Regions from separate parts of the Sus scrofa genome. Here region 1 is linked to region 2. A link is a contact called in public HiChIP or PLAC-seq data. All regions are on one chromosome and are shown on one strand. Each heading gives the region's core, a stretch centred on a gene start, on an enhancer-like site or on the middle of the called end of the contact. The rest is flanking DNA. Distances are from core to core; before and after follow the strand shown. Region 1 holds the start of PDLIM2 (PDZ and LIM domain protein 2). Region 2 overlaps SLC39A14 (zinc transporter ZIP14).

What was found. HiChIP or PLAC-seq counts read pairs in DNA pulled down with a chosen protein or histone mark.
Region 1: an H3K27ac HiChIP or PLAC-seq map of alveolar macrophages shows a contact between it and region 2. The contact joins the promoter of PDLIM2 here to the enhancer-like site in region 2. A contact is called at or near these places in 1 of 5 promoter capture datasets (liver), 5 of 47 Hi-C or Micro-C datasets (embryonic fibroblasts, fibroblasts, heart right ventricle and 1 more) and 1 of 2 datasets of contacts at active chromatin or transcription factors (alveolar macrophages).

What each region holds. Positions count from the first base shown.
Region 1 is chr14:6,832,858-6,835,557 of Sscrofa11.1, forward strand. PDLIM2 (PDZ and LIM domain protein 2) reads left to right here and starts at 1,259. Exons shown (of 10, transcript XM_005670413.3): 1 at 1,259-1,993.
Region 2 is chr14:6,676,730-6,679,429 of Sscrofa11.1, forward strand. SLC39A14 (zinc transporter ZIP14) reads left to right here. Exons shown (of 9, transcript XM_005657235.3): 5 at 2,363-2,485. Among named protein-coding and RNA genes, the nearest start is that of PPP3CC, 34 kb to the right of the region's middle. Within about 2 kb of position 1,407, at least 8 of the 83 cell types and tissues checked have an H3K27ac peak or open chromatin away from gene starts, as enhancers often do. A contact at or near this core is called in alveolar macrophages and skeletal muscle, where this site is marked.

The DNA of each region.
Region 1 (2,700 bases), core at 9-2,508, 160 kb after region 2:
ATAGCATTGCCACAGGTGAGGCTCAGATTCAATCCCTGGCCTGGCAATGTCCACATGCTGCAGGCGTGGCCATTAAAAAAGAAAGAGGAGAGAAAAGAAGAAAGGAAGAAGAGAGGGAGGAAGGAAAGAAGAAAATCCTGCAGATGAACCTGCAGATTTTTCTAGAGCTATCCAAGTCTGAGCACAAAGGGGCAAAACTGAGTACCTGCCGCAAATTGGTGAGGTGGGAATGAGTGGCGAGGAAAGGGAAATTAATCCATTCATTCAAACAATATCCTTTCAACGAAATTTAATTGAATGCCTGCTGTGGGCCAGGCCCTGTGCTAGGCTCTAGCAATGGAGCAATGAACCAGACTAGAACCCACCCTGCCCTCCAAGGAAGCACAGCACAGATTTACACCAGGGATGGGAGGGGTGGAGGGGATGGGAAGCAATGCATACAGCAAGAGGGAAAGCTATGCATCATGCCCAGTTTACACAAGGGAAACTGAGGCCCAGAGGGGCTGAGGAACTTGCCTGGGGTCACACAGCCAGGAAGAGGCAGAGCTGGTGTTTGAGGCTAGGTCTGTGTTCTCCCAGGCAGTGCCTGCCCTAACTGCAGCTTCCTGCTCCCTTGGGGGCTTCCAGTCTAGTTGGGGAGGCAGAACAGGTGAATCAGGCAAAGAGGCCTCACCCGGAGGCCCGGGACTTGTTAGTGGGAGAGTGGCTTACACACAGGGAGGACAGAGGCTGTTGGAGGCGAGGGACAGGGGAGGTAACCGTGCTGGAGACGGGCAGGTCTGGGAGTCCAGAGATGAGACGGCATAGGTAGGCGAGAGAGGTGGTGAGGGCACTCCTTTGCAGAGGGAACCCGGAGGGAATGACTCACACCTGAGGCAGGCAAGTTACAGCTGTGCCCACAGGTGTGCTCCCCTGGAAACAGGCCAGCCTGGCGGAGGGTAAAGTCGAGGAGACCAGTGGGAGATGCGAGAGCGGCTCTGGTGGGCCCCCAGGTCCCCAGGGTGAGGGTTGCCAGGTTTGGCTCTGGGGAAAACCATTTGCCAGATGGTTCTGAGCTGGGGCCTGGGGCCTCTCCTTGGCAAGTTCTCCCCTGATCCCTAGAGTAGGGGTTCCAGGTGGTTGGCAGAGGGCTAGGCACTCGGGACGAGGGCCGGTGGTCGTTGTTGGGAGTGGCTGGCTCCGGGCAGGGCGGCAGAAAGGGTGAGTGGAAGGCAGCCAGGAACGGAAAAGGCCTCAGCCCACAAGAGTGAGGGAGGTCCCGGAGGGCGCCGTGTCACCTCTCTCCCGAGTCTCCATCTCCTCCTGGGCCTGGCTGGTCGACCTGAGTGGAGCAAGCTCGCGGCGCATCTCAAGCAGGGAAGCTCTGCGCAGCCAGAAGAACCGCAGCAGTCCGCGGCTGCCGCCCAGCGAGCGCGCCGGCCGGGCATGAAGGCGGAGGGGCGGCCCCTAGTTTGGGATTTGTGGGTGTCGGGGCTGCATCCGCGCCAGCGTCGGAGCCTGGAGTGGGCGGGGGAGTCGCGCAGACCGCAGACAGACCCGGCCGGCCCGTCCCCTCCCCCGCCCGGCCCCAGGCTGGGGGTAGAGGAGCTTAGGGCCCCTTAGGAGAAGGGGTGGGCGCGGGCGACCTGGGCGAGCTTCGGGGGCGGCAGCCTCAGCTGTCGGCGAAGTGTGGCCCGGCGCCCGTCTCCAGAACTCCTCCCTGCCCTCGGGAAGGTGGGGACACCCCGCAGCCTCTAGGGGGCTCTCGGGAGAGTATCCCCGGGCCTCGAGCCGGCGCCGGCCAGGTGGCAGTGGAGGGGCTGGGCTGCGCGGAGGAGGCGGCCTCCCCGGCCAGGGGCGGCGGCAAGGGCGGCCCCGGGATCACATGGGCGGAGGCAGGTCCCGGAGCCCCGAGCGGGCTCTCCCCAGAGTCGGACAGACCGCGGCGGCGGCGTCTCCTCGCCTCGCTCCTAGCCTTCCTTTCGCTCCCGGGCCTGGCCGCCCAGCCCGACAGGTGAGCGGGAGCCCGGGGAGCGCGCCCACCTGCGCGCCGTCCGCACCGCCGGAGACCTGCCGGGTCCGGCGCCCTCGCTGCCCTGCGCTCCCGCGGCTCGCTCGGCGCCGGGACTTCGCGAACGGCCGCTCCCCGCAGCCTCGTCTGCGGTGGGCGCCTCCCGCGAGCTGGGCTTTCTCGTCCCGGGCGCTCCTCCTCCAGCCCCTCAGCCCACGGGTGCTTTAGCTTCGGAGCTTAGAAGGCGCCAGAACTGGGCGAGCCGGGCCGACGAGCCGGGCACCTCCCGGCGGCCCCCGGCGCGGAGTCCACTGACCGGCTCAAAGGTCTGGGAATCCAAGGCATCTGCGAGCTGCCAGCGCCGACCTGGGGCCCGAGGGAGGGACAGAGACTGGGCCTGGTCAAAAGGTGAAGCCTGCCCTGCGCCCCCTCCCCAGGCCCCGAGACGCGGGCCGTGGTCCCCGAGTGCTTGAGAAATTTGGGCAGCACTTGTAGTCTGCAGGCCTCCCCAGGGGCAGCCCCAGGGTGGGTGCTGGGCAGGGTGGTGGCCCAGCTTGGCACTGCAGCTTCCTGCCTGGGTTGGCTCCTGACTCCAGAGCTCGAGGCTCAGGAAATCCTACGAGGGCCTGATCTGCAGAGACACTCCCTTACCCAGCCGAGGGGCAGTGGATGAGAGGCCCCGTGGCCCCGGCTCCCAGGCAGCATCAATC
Region 2 (2,700 bases), core at 157-2,656:
ACTCTCGTTTCCTCCAGAGAGCCTGCGAGTCCAAAGTCTGTCCGCTAGCCTCTGGCCGGGCACCCCACAGCAACCGCCCTGCTGGTCACAGCAGCTGGCAATGAGGACTCCACACCAGGCAGCAGGGGCAGGAGACACAGGGTTCCACGCCCACCTCGAGTTCCTCCCCATTTCTCCTGAACCGATTGATGGAAATTGCATCAGACTTGAATCACTAACAAATGTTCTGTTTCTCTCTCCCTCCCTGCTTGTCTCTGATTTTTCCTTTTTGTCTCCTTTGTTAATATCCACCCAAACCTTCCCCGTTTTTCCCACCCCCCCCCATCCTCTCCCTAAATGGTGGCTGCTGTCCCGCGGGGCATTGGCCCTTCCCCCTGTCCCGGGTGGGGCTGGCTCTCCCCCAACGGCAGTGTGGGGGTACGGTCTCCTCTGCGTGACCGTCATCTCCCTCTGCTCCCTCATGGGGGCCAGCGTGGTGCCCTTCATGAAGAAGACTTTTTACAAGAGGCTGCTGCTCTACTTCATAGCTCTGGCGATTGGAACCCTCTACTCCAACGCCCTCTTCCAGCTCATCCCTGAGGTATGGCGAGCCAGGGCCCTCACACAGGAGCACGCCGTCTCCTGGGGGGAGGTCCTCCCTTCCTGGAAAGCGAGGCTAAGGCATAGGCACGAGCTGGGAGAGGCAGCAGAGAGTGGGTTTGAGAGCAGGTTCACCTCCCAGCTCCACCAGCCATAAGTTCTCTGACCTTGGGCAAGTCGCCTAAATTCTCTCTGCTTGAGGTCCAGCCCTCACACGCAAAATGGGACAGATGATGTCCTGAGGGTTCCGTGGGTCAATGTTGGTAACAAGATGGGTACCTAGTAAACGCTTACTGTTGGGTGAAGAGAGGTCGTGTAGTTAGATCGTGGTTTGGCTCCCAGTTCTGGGCTTTTGGCACACCAAAAAACGCCACATCAGCAGAGCCCATAGGTCTCAATTAAAAAGATCCCTTCTTCTCAGGCCAGCCTCACACATTGACAGCACCTTTGCCCTGTCTCCTGGGCTCACCAGGAAGCCCTCCCTAAGGGTGGGGGCGGAGCAGTGCTCACAAGGTTTGGCAGGGCTTTGGAGGAGTTTCCGACCCTCGCTGTGGGTGGCCTGACTACCTGTGGGTGGGCCCAGACTAGTGGGAGGTGAAGCAGAAAGATGGCGCCCAGCACTCCTTAGAGCAGTTTGTTTTCCAAGATATGGTTTTGGGTTTTGAGTTGATCCTTAGATCAACTCTGTGATGTCTAGAAAAAAGGAATGTTTTACCCATTTAATGGATGCAGAATCCAACCTGCACAGGAGCTCATATCCCAGGGCTTTGCGTGGAGAACTGATGGTTGCCTCTTCCTGCTCCACTTTTCCCTAGCATGATTTGACTTGCAGGGAAAGCCAGCCTGAATGTGTCATTTCTATTCTAGAACTTGACCTTTAATGTCTTAGAAAACTATACTCAGGGTCGAGATTGTGTTTTGTCCTTTTAAAATAGAAAAGAAAAACACAGAGCAGCCTAGAGTTCCTGGCACTGGTGGTCACTTTTATCTGTGACCCGTTCATGAGAGCACCGGTGGTCATTCAAGAGGCCCATTTCCTGTCAGGAAGCTGAGGAGCAGATCACCAGACACTCTCTCAAGGCACCCCCTCCCCCATGAGTCAGGAGCATAACTGAGAATGGAGTTCTCCTGATTTCCACTCCTGTTGCTTTCCAATTTCTTTTTTTTTTTTTTCCCTCCCTAATAAGTGAAGTTCCCAGAGCTCAAAACAAAACCCCCCAAATTGACACATGCAGGAACACTGTCTGCTTTCTCGGCTTTGTGGTCACTGGGAGGTCTGCGGTCAGGAAGATGCTGCAATTGTACTGTTTAACTGGGGAAAGGATTTCCCATTTTAGATGGTGTAATTACACCATCTCCCTCTGTGTTTACAGGCAGATCAGCCAGGGATACTAGATAACGATGGAAATAAGCACACGTGTCTTCTCCTTAAAGATGGGATCTGCCGGCCAAGTCTGCCCTTGTAGCAAAACAAAGCACCAGGAAAAATGAAGACAGAGTCCTTGTTAAAAGTAGAAAACCAAATCCGGGACTGTTCTTCCTGAGAGTAAAATTCCAAAGACAGCTGTCTATCTGCATCAGAAAGTGAGCTAGAGAGAACCAAGCAGGACTGGTGATGTGACATTAGGGAACCATCAGGAGTTAGATTATGCTGGAAAGCGATTGGGCAGAGTGGTCCCAACCTCTTCCTCTCCTAGATCCAAGGAAGTGGTTAAAGAGATGAGAAGGGACCAGTGAAGGTTTTCTATATTCTTAAATTCATTTTGTTTTCCCGGGTCCACAGGCTTTTGGTTTCAACCCAACGGAACGTGATTATGTCTCCAAGTCTGCAGTGGTGTTCGGGGGCTTTTATCTTTTCTTTTTCACAGAGAAGATCTTGAAGATGCTTCTTAAGCAGAAAAATGAGGTGAGCATCCACATCAGACACGTCGATGTATCTTGGTGGTGGTGTTACCTCAATACCACTCCAGTGAGCCTGCCTGGATTCACACCCCCAGGTTATTTCCTGAGGAGATACTCCACTTCACCTCAGGAGGGGATTAGCAGGGGCTGAGGGCGAACCAGAAACTAGATCTGGCCTTTGTGCCTTTTACGAGGCAGTATACCGCTTTTGTGTTAGTA